3 separate regions of the Macaca mulatta genome follow, and regions 1 and 2 are each linked to region 3. A link is a contact called in public Hi-C data. All regions are on one chromosome and are shown on one strand. The core of a region is the stretch at or near the end of the contact, and the rest is flanking DNA. Distances in the headings are between cores, read along the strand shown.

Evidence for each region. A called contact is a pair of places that touch in the nucleus more often than the background predicts.
Region 1: a Hi-C map of CD4 T cells shows a contact between it and region 3, with 4 times the contacts expected there. The contact joins the enhancer-like site here to the promoter of KAT6B in region 3. A contact is called at or near these places in 5 of 14 Hi-C or Micro-C datasets (CD4 T cells, blood, fetal cortex germinal zone and 2 more).
Region 2: a Hi-C map of fetal cortex germinal zone shows a contact between it and region 3, with 2.3 times the contacts expected there. The contact joins the enhancer-like site here to the promoter of KAT6B in region 3. A contact is called at or near these places in 2 of 14 Hi-C or Micro-C datasets (fetal cortex germinal zone and fetal cortical plate).

What each region holds. Positions count from the first base shown.
Region 1 is chr9:74,598,213-74,602,616 of T2T-MMU8v2.0, reverse strand. The region is part of intron 12 of KAT6B (lysine acetyltransferase 6B); the gene reads left to right. Among named protein-coding and RNA genes, the nearest start is that of DUSP29, 59 kb to the right of the region's middle. Within about 2 kb of position 1,751, at least 6 of the 40 cell types and tissues checked have an H3K27ac peak or open chromatin away from gene starts, as enhancers often do. A contact at or near this core is called in CD4 T cells and blood, where this site is marked.
Region 2 is chr9:75,030,434-75,034,852 of T2T-MMU8v2.0, reverse strand. ADK (adenosine kinase) reads left to right here. Exons shown (of 11, transcript NM_001266651.2): 8 at 1,639-1,674. Among named protein-coding and RNA genes, the nearest start is that of KAT6B, 250 kb to the right of the region's middle. Within about 2 kb of position 1,817, at least 23 of the 40 cell types and tissues checked have an H3K27ac peak or open chromatin away from gene starts, as enhancers often do. A contact at or near this core is called in fetal cortex germinal zone and fetal cortical plate, where this site is marked.
Region 3 is chr9:74,782,426-74,787,463 of T2T-MMU8v2.0, reverse strand. It overlaps KAT6B (lysine acetyltransferase 6B), which reads left to right and starts at 1,462. Exons shown (of 17, transcript XM_077946539.1): 1 at 1,462-1,694.

The sequences.
Region 1 (4,404 bases), core at 502-3,001, 190 kb after region 3:
TCAGGGTTTCACTGGGTCAGGCCATTTTTCCAGAGACACACTTGAGTCTTGTAAAATATTTGAGTCTTTCATCTGTCTCGGGACTGTCCCTGGGCTCTGCGGAAGCCCTTACCAGTCATTGTTTCTGTGGTAGCATGGGCTTGCCATTTCCTAAGGATAGTCCTTGAAGTTAAGGACTAAGGGGCCAAAGGGAATTTGGGGACACAGAACTGTGTTTGCTGGGAACTTTGTTGCCATTTCTTAAGACCACTCCTGAGGCAGAATTTTTTTTCGTGGCCTCTTTCTTTAATTCAATTTGTATCTGGGTGGTTAGCTGGGGGGAGGGGAGAGGAAGGAAGGGTGGGATGAGAGGAGAGCTTCTGTCTGAGTCCATGGAATGGTTTTCAGGTTCCTCAGACAAAAGTAGGAAAAGAAAGTTAGCTTTTCTCAATCTGATTCTATAGAGCAGTCTGTCTCTGTTGCTTTCCTTCTGTCCAAATTTTATTTATTTCCCCTACCTTAAGGATATTTAGTTACCCAAATGATCACCTTGAGAGTTGATTCATTCAATATGTTGAATAATAATCATAGCTAACACTTATTAGGATTACTGTAATGTGTCAAGCACTGTTCTGCATGCTTCATATTAACTCAATCCTTACCAGAACTGTAAGAGTTAGGTACAATTATTATTCACATCATATGGATGAGAGATCTGAAGCACAGAGAGGTTAAATAAAATCCCCCAGGTCACACAGCTGGTACATGGTGGACCCCAGATTCCATTCTGGGCAGTCTGGCTCCAGAGCCCATGCTGTTCACCCACCCATAGAGCCTTTCACGATCTGTCATGTTGTATGCAATATATGACATATTGTTTTTAAATACCAGTGCCCTGTTGCCCAACTTCAAAAAATTCTCATCTTTGTTTAATGTACATGGTCTCAAAGTATGGTTCAGTGAGTCTACAACGTCATAACTATTTTCCTAGTAGTACTAGGATACTCTTTTTCCTTTTTCCTTTCATTTTTTCATGAGTATACAGAAGAGTTTTCCAGAATGTCATGACCTGTGGTATCACAACAGATTCAATACCAAAGCAATCTATGAAATCTAGCAAGCCGGGTGTGGTGGCTCACGCCTGTAATCCCAGCACTTTGGGAGACTGAGGTGGGAGGATCGCTTGAGCCTGGGAGTTTGAGACCAGCCTGGGCAACATGGGGAGACCCTGTCTTCTTGAAAAAGAAAAAGAAAGAACAAAATAGAGAAAAAGGGAGAAAGAGAGAATCTGACTGGCTTCTCTTAAGCCAGAAGTTAAAGAAATTTGCAAAACGTGAAATAATGCCACTCTTATTCACTATAAATTTTATTTATATTTTAGAAAGTGTAGGGTATTTTTTCATTTAAAAAATGTTACATAATAGGTTTATTGTTATCTTTTAACTAAATTAATATTTATCAAATTTCTCAGTAAAATCAATAGATAGAGCCCTTATAAGCAAAAGCTCTTTGAGTCCTGAGACCAAAGCGTTTGAAAACCACCGATTTAAAGTATAAACCATTGCTATTCAAGTGTGGTCCATGCCACAGGAAGTTGTTAGACGTGCAGAATCTCAAGCCGCACCCCAGACCTACTGAACCGGAGTCCGTGCTGTTAAGCAGAGGCATAGAACGTCTGCACAAAGCGATTTGGCAACTCAGTGACCTCTAGCCAAATTTCAGTTTGGTGGGGCTTTGGCGAGTCCATTCTCCAGTTATCTGCCATCCAAGGAGCTGAGTGAGGTCTCACCTATTTGAGACTCTTCAGTCATACATACTCTCTTCAGTGGCCACACCCTCATCAAAGCCAGCAGCTTCAGAGCAGGTTTCTAGCAGTGGTTTTCAAACTTGGGTACATCAGAATCACTTGGGGGATTTCTGAAAGCACAGATGCTGGGCTCTGCCTCTCCCCACCAAAGATTCTGATTCAGCAGGTCTGAGATAGGTTCTGAGAATTTAAAGTTCTAGCAAGTTGTCAGGTGATGTTGATGCCACAGGTCTCCACACTGAGATCTTGATAAGCAGCATTTATTCAAGTTCTTATATAATGACGTCATGCCCATAGGACTTACAGGAGAGAGTTCTTTTTTTTTTTTTTTTTTTTTTTGAGATGGAGTCTGGCTCTGTCGCCCAGGCTGGAGTGCAGTGGCCGGATCTCAGCTCACTGCAAGCTCCGCCTCCCGGGTTTACGCCATTCTCCTGCCTCAGCCTCCCGAGTAGCTGGGACTACAGGCGCCTGCCACCTCGCCCGGCTAGTTTTTTGTGTTTTTTAGTAGAGACGGGGTTTCACCATATTCGCCAGGATGGTCTCGATCTCCTGACCTCGTGATCCGCCCGTCTCGGCCTCCCAAAGTGCTGGGATTACAGGCTTGAGCCACCGCGCCCGGCCAGGAGAGAGTTCTTAAACTTCCACAGTTTCAACACCAATCTCTTAAAATGTAAAATATCTGAAAAATTCAAAATTTCCATCTTTGCCAAGAAGGCACCTGTATCTTTTAATAAGTGGAAAGCAGTAAGATATCAGGCAGGTCACAGGTCATTTAGAGCACGGCTGTTCTCTTAAAATGCTGTGAGGACTAAGGTTCAGCTTCCTCTGCACTAATTGCAAAATCACCACAAAATTTAAACGAGGAGATATAAATAGGCTGTCAGGTTCATTTATCATTATTTAAACTGATAACATGCCATTCATCCACTTGGTCACAGTGCTGCTCTGCACCAGAAACCAGGAACAGATGAGCGTACAGACCAGTGAATTGCCATCTCCAAGCATGAGATAACTTGGTTAGAGTCATCAGATTTCCTGTGCTCAAAAGCTGCCATAAATCCCTGGCCTGGTGTCTGTTCCCAGGCTTGCAAACCCAGTGCTGTCGACTGATACAGACCTTTCAGCAGGATTTGCTGAACTAAACAGGTGTCTGATGAAAAGTGTGTAATCCTCAAAGATTATCATCCCCTAAAAGCAGCTGGTGACCCCAAACTCACATAATCCAGACAGATGGAAGTTGGGAGTGAGTAGGTTGCCAAAGTTTACACTTTGGTGTTTGAGGAGGTTCATATGGTTTGGTCCCAGGTAGTGGAAGATGGAGGTGTGCAGGGGTGAGGGTGTCTGCCCCTGTCAGGGGAGATCCCTGTCCCTATCCATGCCCTTCCCTGAGAACACGATTCTACTATGGTCCATTTACACCCTTGAATACCACTAGTTTAAAGGGAAGGAATTTTCATTTTCAGTGAACGTTAACATTACAGTTATTATGCTGGGAATTAAATTTAATTTGGGTATTTGGGTCTGCAAAAACAAATCTTGACCTTGTCTAGATAGTTCCTTCCTTATCCTAATAGATCCGTCTACATGAGGTAACTCTCTACCACTTTGATTTTCTCCCCCTGGGGGAAAGTTAACTGTTTCAAACTCCAGGGAATCAGGGCTAGTTAACATGAGATTTGATTGTCTTACTACAAGTAGTTCAGCCTTAACAGAGGTGAGGCACACTTGGGTTCCATGCAGTACAGCTTAGAAATGCTTACTTTTTATAGACAGAAGTTGCACTGTTCTTCCTTTCCCTTTAAGCAGACATCTTGATAATCTTTTGAATTGATTATGTGGCCTGTATACTGCAACTCAGATGTCACTTTCCCCAGGATAAGTAATTCCAGTAAAGCAAAAGAGGAAGCCAGCTTTTGCTATGATCAAGATAGTTGATGTGGATGAGGGGTTTATGGGCTACCCCGTTTTCAATTACAAGGCTCCCACTCACAGTGTAGGTGCTGTTCACCAGCACCTCTGGCTCACAGACAAGTTCAAGGGAATAATTTCACCAGCGATTAATTATACTGCAGCTACTGGGATTTGTCCTCCAAACATCACTTTGTTTTCCATCTGAAACAGCCAGGTTTCTCCAGGGAGAGCTGAGGTTTTCTGATTGAAAGTATCCCGAGTTAAGGAGAAGTGTTAAAGCACCATGGGAATCTGTTCGTCAGGGGTATATTGTACTTGTTTCAGATGCTTCAGGATAATACACCAGCTTCCAAGATAAGTGCCTTTTTTTTTTTTTTGAGACGGAGTTTCACTCTTGTTGCCCAGGCTGGAGTGCAATGGCGTGATCTCGGCTCACTGCAACCTCCGCCTCCCGGGTTCAAGTGATTCACCTGCCTCAGCCTCCTGAGTAGCTGGGATTACAGGCATGCGCCACCATGCCCGGCTAATTTTGTGTTTTTAGTAGAGACAGGGTTTCTCCATGTTGGTCAGGCTGGTCTCGAACTCCTGACCTCAGGTGATCTGCCCACCTCAGCCTCCCAAAGTGCTGGGATTACAGGCGTGAGCCACCGCACCTGGCCAAGATAAGTGCTTTTTATTTCCCTGCATCTTAGATCAATTATTTGGAA
Region 2 (4,419 bases), core at 568-3,067, 250 kb before region 3:
TACTCAGGCTCAAATCCCATCCTTCTATTAATATCTCTTGGCAAAGATAATTTTGGAAGAATGTAAGTTAAGATGTAGAGACTCTTGACAGTTGTCTGCAGTTTTTTTTTTTTTCAAGAGGGAAGTAGAGTTGAAAAGTAATATTGCCTCCCTTTCTATCAGTCCCAAAATTAAAGTATATGCACAAAGAGTAAAGAAAAGGAAAGGATTTCATTACACATATGTATTTTTGTCATTCAGTAACCTGTTATAAGAGCCTTAGGGTATATAATAATCATCAGATGGTGTCCTTGAGATATTTAAAATCTAGAAGAACTTCGTGTACTAAAATTTTTTAACCATATGAATTTTTAATGCTCAACTATTGTTACCCTGTCATCTTATATTAAAGAGGATTTTTGGACTGTTTATTATAAAAAAATTCTAACAAAAAAGGAGACATTGAACCCCTACATAGCACATACACCTAGATTTAACACTTGTTAACATTTTGTCACTTTTGCTTCACTTTAATTTTTGTCTGCAGTATTCTAAAATAAATTACATATATCATGACATTTCATTCCTAAATACCTCAGGATTCATCTTAAGAATTAAGGACTTTTAAAATCAACCTGATAATTCCTAATATTATCTAATTTCCATTTCAGATTCAGATTTCTCCCCTTGTCCCAAAAATATCATTTGTAGCTAGTTTGTATAAACCAATTAAGGTTTATACATTGTTCTTGGTCATTTTCCCTTTTCTCCTTTATCATTACATTGACTTGTTAAAAACATTAAGCTAGTTGTCCTGCAGAATATCCTACCCTAGAAATTTTTTCAATTGCTTTTTCTGTATATACTTTAACTTGTTCCCCTATCCTCTGTATTTCTTATAGGCTGCAAGTTACTGGACTAAGGTTTTGATTAATTCATGTTTAAGTATTTAAGTCAGAATACTTTATAGGTGATGCTGTGAACTTCACACCGCATCATAACAGAAGGCAAAGAATATTTGGTGATCCCACTATTAGTGATGATAAGTGATAGCATCGATCACTGGGTTAAAGTGATGACAGCTTGATCCTTCCATTATAAAGTTATGCTTTGCTCCCGTGACCAGCATAAAATCTGAGATACTTTGATTCCATGGAAATACCCAGTTTTCTATCATCCTTTTTACCCAATGAATTTAACATCTACTGAGGATCCTTGCCTGCGTAAGTTTCATTATGAGGATTGCAAAAAGATGATTTTTCTGAATTTATACATTTATTAGCAGGCATTCTTCTCTACATAAGAGCTTTTTGAGAGGTATTGTTTTAATTAAAAACACAACCACCAGCGTATTCCTTGGATTGTCTTTCTTTGCTGAGGTCAGAACACCTGAACTCACTGTGGCAGCTACAGTAAAAACATGTACTACATCTTCTTTATTCCAACTTGTGAAGTGTGTTGACATTAGGCTGCCTTTTTATTATTATTATTATTCCAAGGGAAAAAAGAAATCTTTATTGCTGTAAGAATAAAAATTGAACTATGTGGGTATATTGAGATAATTGTATAAAAAAGAAGACTGAATGAGTTTCAAAAAATGGATTATTTCTTCATTACCGAGCACTTTATAATTAACTGTTCTTTTTTTTTTTATTTCAGGAAGCTGCCACTTTTGCTAGAGAGCAAGGCTTTGAGGTGAGTTAACCCACAATTGCACACTAAACAGATCCTAAAGGTTTTTTCTAGCTGATAATGAAGTTCTTTTGGACAGTGATTGATGTGCTATTATACTCTCAGAGCCTCGCAGCAGTTGCCATGGAAACTTGGCAGTCGTCATGGTTTCTTTGTTCTGCCAGCACAGTGTTATGACGCACTCTGCTAGGTCTGCACCCAACATCGCCTACAGATGTTATTTATTGAATTTTGAAAAGCCTCTTGGGAAGCCAAGAGGTTGGGCACGGTTTCAAGCTGCCTCTGCAGATACGGGGCCTGTCAGTTTGTTCAGTTAAAAAGCTACCTCATTAGCTGCATTACATTTCATAAGGATTCACTGCTAAAGCAGTGGTGGAACAAGACCAAATAATGAAATATAATGTCATTTAAATAATTTCAGCCCCATCACATGTAGATTATCATTATGCAAATTAATTTCTAAAAGGTTGTACTTAACAGTTGTTAGGAACTGATTAATTTAAATCCTGCTTTTATAAACTTACTGTTTGAACCTATCTTTTCTTCTCTCTCCCTCTTTTTTTCTGGGGAGAGGGAGGTAGCATAAAATATACACACATTTTCTGAAATAAAATATCAATAATTGGATTTAATGTCTAGGTCCTAATTCTGTTTTCCTGATACAAGTATTATCCTGTCAAGATTCAAAACTCCATGTGGTCGTTGTTGGCAAAATTGAGATAACCATGTTTTTTATCTGTATAATACCCCTCTTCCAACTGATTGTTAGAAAACACTGACTAATATGAACCCAGGTTAACTGACAGAGAATTAACTAAGTTGGAGTCTTTTATGAGTATGATATTTATTGAGTGAACTATGTAGAATGCTGTGTTCTTACAGCAACTTAAAATGTTTCAGGGTAGTAATTTTTAAAAATTTAATCTAACCACAGCCGAAATGTAGGAACTTTCTTTTTATTTGCTTATTCAGTATTGTCTATCAAGTAGGGAAGAGGTGAGTGGTGATTGGATAGTATTGGTAAGGACTAGTAAGCTCACTTTGAACTCTAGAGAAAGATATTATGTGAGTTTGTGAAACTCTTGTTTAAATGTAGTAAAGGCAGATTATCAAGCAACAAAGTAATACATGTGCATGTTATTCATGTCATCAGACTTGACAAACCAGACATAGAGCTTCCCCTTCATAGAGGAAGGCAAGGAACATGTGATACAGACACTCCATTTGAAAGACCCTATAAAAGAACTACTCCAGAATAGGAAAACTTTGCTTCTCAGTATTCAATTATTAGGAACTGCGATAGTTTCTTACAAGTTTGCTCTTTTGTGCTTTACCATATTATAGTAAATCTAGGGTTAAGTCACATACAGAAAAAGGATTTCCAAGTGGTGGGTTTTTTTCTAATTTAAGTTTCACGTTTTAATTTCCCAAAATGGTAATTATATGTAGAACAAAATGTAATCACGGGAATATTCAATTAAAAAGTCAAATGTTTTGATCATAAGAATATAAATAAAACTTTTCAGGAGTTTTTTAAAGTTTTATTTATTTTAAGTTTTAATATTTAAAAAATTATATTATATGTTGATACATCAGAATTCCCCATAGAAAAAACTTTCAGAATATACATTTGTATCCTGTCAGTTTACTGTATTACCATAAAAAATGTATTTTTGGTTCTATAAAATAACCAATTTTGTAGATACTTAGAAATATAACTTGTGTAACAAATAATCATGATCCTGTAGTGTCTACATAGCAGTTTTTAAAAAATAGTTTATTAAGCCTGATTAATACTTTTATTTCCCCCTTGAGCTACTTGCTTTTCATATGCCTGGTTTACATTCAGTCATAGAAACAAACTACTTTTTCTATTTTCTACTAACTAGCACTGTATTAACCTTTCCATTAGTTCTTACTTACTGATTCTAGAATTGTTTTTGCCATAAATCTGCCATAATTGATTACAGCATATAAGCAAAATGATAATGATTATAATCACATACCTTATTACCTCCTGACATAGCAAAACTGCTCTGTCAGTGATATTGACAGTGATATGTTAGATTAAATAAAGCACATAGTGTCTTGATGTGTCTCTTCATAGATTCCCAAAACCATCACAAGCATTGCAGAATATATTTGAACCATGAGCAGGGTACCCTCAAATAGGTATTTTTAATCAAATGTAATCCATGTATGGAACACTATCTAGAGAAATTCAATGATTTTATAATGTCACTAAAGTTTCCCAGGCCATTAGACAGAAATGGGAAAGCATAGGTTTGAAACGTGGTATTCTTAAGGAATAAAACAAAAGTAAATCACTTTATCTTAATAGTTTTCTGTGTGAAAATGCATTAATACTCTTGGCTAGTATGACAAACTAGACAAAAATCTACAGTTTATCCCTCCTAACTTTAATTTTGACTCTAAATTTGGAGCATGAATGAGAAGAAAGAAGTGAAAAGATTAAAAGAAAGGAAAGGTGAGTGTTTTTTCCTTCCATCAGTGCCGTTGTCCTACCCTCATTTTCTACTATAAATCCCAATCAGTTCCAAAAGCCACTGAGTATTGCCACTAGTGATCTGGCTGCTGACAGACCAATCCAAGCGCATCTTAAAATAACCAGTGTTTATTCATCAGGAAATATTCTCACTGGCATTGTTTTTTTTTATTTATTTATTATTATTCTGGTTAGCTTCTCTGCAAATTTTAAATAATCTTTATTTTTAAAAAAATCTTTAA
Region 3 (5,038 bases), core at 213-2,712:
AACCAAGTAATAAAACACCTATAAAAACGGTTTATAATGGAACCAGTGACAGTTTGCAGTGTAGTATTACAACTCTTCTGCTCCCCCTCGCCCTTTCTCTATCCTTTCATCCAACTCTGTGCCCTTTGTCTAAGTTCCTTTCTCACCTTGCTGCCAAGAAGCACAGGAGAGGGAGCTCACACCCCAAAGCAGCAGACCATTTTTAAAAAATGAAGTGTGTGTTGTGGTCTGCATTTGAAGACAGGGCTGCGTGTGCTGCTTGTTTTGTCTGAGATAAGGACGAAGATAAGTTGTCCTAACAAAGTACCCACCTAGTTGTACAGTGGTTTCTAATGGGGAGGTGAAGATGCCACTGCAGTGTCAGTGGCGTGAGGCTGCAGGAGTCAACCAGGGCAGGAAGCCTGGGGCCTCCCCTCCCTGGCACCCTGCATCGCCATGCCCGGGCCCAAGATGGCCCTGACTCCAGGGACAGACTTCAGGCAACAGGTGGTTTTCCACCCAGGCCACCATGCCTGAAACTTGGTTCTTTTGCAAAGCCATAGTTCTCCTCCCCCTCTCAAAGAAATGGCGCCTGGGAGGGAAACTTCGTGCTCAAACTCTCTAGGAGCCATTGCTCAGCCCACCTTTCCTATTTTCTTAAGTCTCCCTTGCCAGCATCCCATTCACCTCCGGAAAGAATCAGGGGCGCTCTCTTCAGAGTCCAGAGAGCTCTGGGAGGCATGTGGGCAGCGTCAGAGTGGCCTCGCCTGGGCGGCCAGAGAAGCCCCCAGTCTCCCTCAAGTGGGCCTCAGGAACTCGGGGGGCCCAGGGGAAGCCTGGAAAACCGAACTTCGCCATCAGCCTTCCTTAGAGCGCTGACTAAAAGAGAGGGGGGAAGGGCCCCCCAGCGGTCTTCCCCGCCCCCCTCCCGCCTCAGCCCCTCTGCCATCCGTCTGCACCGCCCAAGAAAGCACCCAGAACGCGGCTGAGCTCGTCAGCTACTCGCAGGCAGGGAGAGGGCATCCTGGGGGGCAGCTTCCCCCTCCAGCCCGCATCTGACATCCCCACTCCCACCCAAGGATGCCGCCGCCGTGCCCTGTCCGCAGTCGCTGAATGTCACTGCTCCCTCTTCCTCCCGATCAGGGTAGACACAGCTCTTCAGGCGTCCCCCACCCCAAAACTGCCGCGATCGCCCGAGGGCGCAAAGCCTGGGCAAAGGACGAAGTTTGGGGCCCATAGCGACGGGAGGGGGGGCGCGTTGGCGAGGACCGCACCTCAGTCCCAGCCCCGGCGGGCACACTCCCCGCCCCAAACGGCCCAGGCGTCCCCATCCTCCCGCGGACACCAGCGTCCCCGCCCACCCCCGAGGGCGGCGAGAGGAGCCCCCCGGGGCGGAGGCAGGTACCCCCGGGGCGGAGACTGGGGCGGGCGGGGTCCGGGCTGCGCCCCCGGCCAGGCCGGGCGGGCTGGCGGGCGGCGCGGGGGGAGCGGGGCTGGGCGGCGCTGCCTCGGGCTCTGTGCGCTGCAGCCCGGAGCCGAGGAGGAGGAGGCGGAGGAGGAGAAGGAGGCGGCGGCGGTGGGTCCCGGGCGGGGGGAGCGCGGCGCTGCGGACCCGGGCGGCTGGCAAAGGACGAGGCGGAGGCTGAGGAAGGCAGCAGGGAGACCCAGGCTGCAGCAACAAAGGGCAGCGAGCGATTGGCCGGGCTGCAGGCGAGGTTAGCCGGGGACCGGGGTGGCCGGAGGCAGCGGCGAACGGTGCACGTGCTTGCAGACACGGGCGAGTGTGGAGCCGGGGGGTGCACGCCCGGTGGGTAGGGGCTTGCTCCCCCGCGGCATGGGATGGCGAGGAGGCTGCAGCGACATCGTTCTGCCTGCACCCGGCCTGGGGCTGGCAGGGTAGGGGTGTGTTGGGGGGGGAAGGATGCGAGCCAGGGGGCGGGCGAGTAGTCGCCCGGGACGGGACGGGAGAGAGGGTGGAGGAGGGGGCGGGATGGAACGCTCCGGGCGGCGCGCCCGTCCGCGCACTCCAGCAAAGAAGCTGGCGACTGAGAACCTCGAATTTTAACTTCGCGTGCCCGCCCGCGCGCGCCCGCCCGCGCCCACCCCTAAATCCTGCGGCCGCCGCCAGCGATCAGCTCTCACACAAACTTTAGCTGCGGGCTAGGGGGTTTGGGGTTGAGTGGGGGAGGGGAGAGGGAAAAGGCCTCCTGATTGGCGTCGTCTGCAGCCAATAAGGCCAAGCTCCCCTGCTGCGAGTAGACCCAATCTTTTCCTAGAGGTGGAGGGGGCGGGTAGGTGGAAGTAGAGGTGGCGCGGTATCTAGGAGAGAGAAAAAAGGCTGGACCAATAGGTGCCCGGAAGAGGCGGACCCAGCGGTCTGTTGATTGGTACTGGCAGTGGACCCTCCCCCGGGGTGGTGCCGGGGGGAGGGTGATGGGTCGAGGGGTGTGTCTATGTGGAAGCGAGATGACCGGCAGGAACCTGCCCCAATGGGCTGCAGAGTGGTTAGTGAGTGGATGACGGACAGACCCGTAGGCCAACGGGTGGCCTTAAGTGTCTTTGGTCTCCTCCAATGGAGCAGCGGCGGGGCGGGGCCGCAGCTCGGGTTTAATGAGACTCCATTGGGCTGTAATCAGTGTCATGTCGGATTCATGTCAACGACAACAACAGGGGGACACAAAATGGCGGCGGCTTAGCTCCTACCCCTGGCGGCGGCGGCAGCGGTGGCGGAGGCGACGGCACCTCCTCCAGGCGGCAGCCGCGGCTTCTTTCTCAGGCAGCGGCAGCGCCCCCGGCAGGCGCGGTGGCGGTGGCGCGCAGCCAGGTCTGTCACCCACCCCGCGCGTTCCCAGGGGGAGGAGACTGGGCGGGAGGGGGAAACAGACGGGGGGATTCAGGGGCTTGCGACGCCCCTCCCACAGGCCTCTGCGCGAGGGTCACCGCGGGGCCGCTCGGGGTCAGGCTGCCCCTGAGCGTGACGGTAGGGGGCGGGGGAAAGGGGAGGAGGGACAGGCCCCGCCCCTCGGCAGGGCCTCTAGGGCAAGGGGCGGGGCTCGAGGGCGGAGGGGGCGGGGCGGGATCGGGTGGGGGCGGGGTTCGGGGAGTCGGAAGGCGGGGGCTGCGAGGGAATTTCTGAGTGGGAGTGAACTGGTAGGAGCGGTGGGGGCCAGCGAGGGTGTGAGGAAGACTAGTGAGGGTTGGGTGGGAGGGGAAGCTGGAGGTGTAGAACAGGTGCTGAGGGAGAGTTAGGGAGGGATGCAATTTGAGAGAAGTGGAAGGCGGACCGAGGGGTGTGTGAGGGCAGGTGAGATGATGCCGAAGGCGAGATTGCAGTTGTCTGGGCGCAGAGTAGGTGGGTTTGGGTGTGGTGGATTGGAGCAGAGTTGAAGCGGTGGAGAGTGTTGGGTTTGGGGAGGCATTGAGGCGCATGTGAGGAGCAGGTGCGATTGCAATGATGGGAAAGGTATTTGGGTGGATCGGCATGTTGAAATAAGGAGGTTTGCTAGCTTTGGAGTATGAAGTGTTTTTAAAAATGTGGAAGGATGGGATGGTTATGCTTGGGAGAGTTTCTGAAAGATGATGCTAAGACAGCAGAGCAAACTTAAATGTGAAGGGAAGGGAGAGAGGCTGCTTAGAACTTGCAGAATAAATCTGTAGCAGAAAATCTCCGGGGGACAAGGGATTGGTAGGGGTGGGACAAAGTGGCAGGTGTGAAGAAAGTGGGCGGAGCTGTACAGTAATTTTGGGTGAATGTGATTTGGTGGACTGTGCCAGGGGTGAGGATGGGGCAAAGAAAGGTGTTAGTTTGGGAGACAAGTTGCTTGATAGGCTGTATTTATTATTTTTTAATAAAAATGAGAAAAGGGTCTCACTATGTTGCCCAGGCTGGTCTCGAAATCCTGGCCTCAAGTGATTTGCCCACCTCTGCCTGCCTGAGTGATGGATTACAGGCGTGAGCCAGGGCGACCCGTGATAGGCTGGATTTATTATATTAAACTTGATCTGGAGTCTTCAGGGAGTGTGGGGCAGCAGAGTATCCCAGGAAGAGACATACACCATACCCTGGGATAGGACTTTTTGCATAGGTTTGAATTTGCTAGTACTTTGCTATGGGCAGAGTGCAGGGAGTGGTAGGAGATGACCAGGCAAAGGCGCAGGATGGGTTAGATTACAAATGGTGTCCTATGCCCCATGAAGGAGTTTAAGCCCTGTAATTGGTAGAAGGTGTTGGGATGTGTTCAAGAGAGTATTAGACAGCAGTTCTGAAGGGGTAGTGATAAAGAATTACAGATGTGGGAAATACGAAATGAAAACTAATGAACCAAGTATGTTTGGGGTTGGAGATACCAAGGAAATTCAGGATACAGCATATGAAGACCCCTCCTATATGGACGGAAGGTGGAAGTAGAAAATGGGAATTAGTTGTGTTCGAACAGTCTTAGTTCTATGGGGCCCCAAGAAGGTTTTTTTTTTTTTTTTTTTAAAGTGCATTCTTCCTGTCTTACTTGTATACCCTAGATTTTTTTGGCATAGCCTTGAAATAAAACACTCTGGTTTTTTTCTTATTCATAAGTTCTTTACACATTTATCAAAAAGAATTTGGACAATATTTTATGTTTTTAAGAAGGAAAGGATAATGCACATGTTTCTTCTTTCCCGAGAACTTCTACTGAGAGTTAAAGGTTGGGGAGGTGAAGTGACAGTTTACCAAAAAAAAGAAAAAGAAAAGAAAATATAGAGACAGAGGAAGATTTTAACATTAAAGGAGGAATTTAGGGAATGGCTGATGGTCATGACATGGTCGGCAGAGGAAGTTTTGCTTACCAGCCACACTTAGGCTTCTGAGTAAAGTGGATATTATGTCATTGCTATTATAGCATGTGTTTATTTCACAGACTGCTTTCGAAGATTGGGTGGAAACTGTCAGATGTGAGGCATAGCATGAATGAAAGGTAAATAGGGTGAATATTAGAAAGTAGATGAGGAAGTTTAATAATTTTAATGTGCTTTAGAAGCTCTCATGGACTTTCACATACCAATTAATAAAAGACGTAACTAA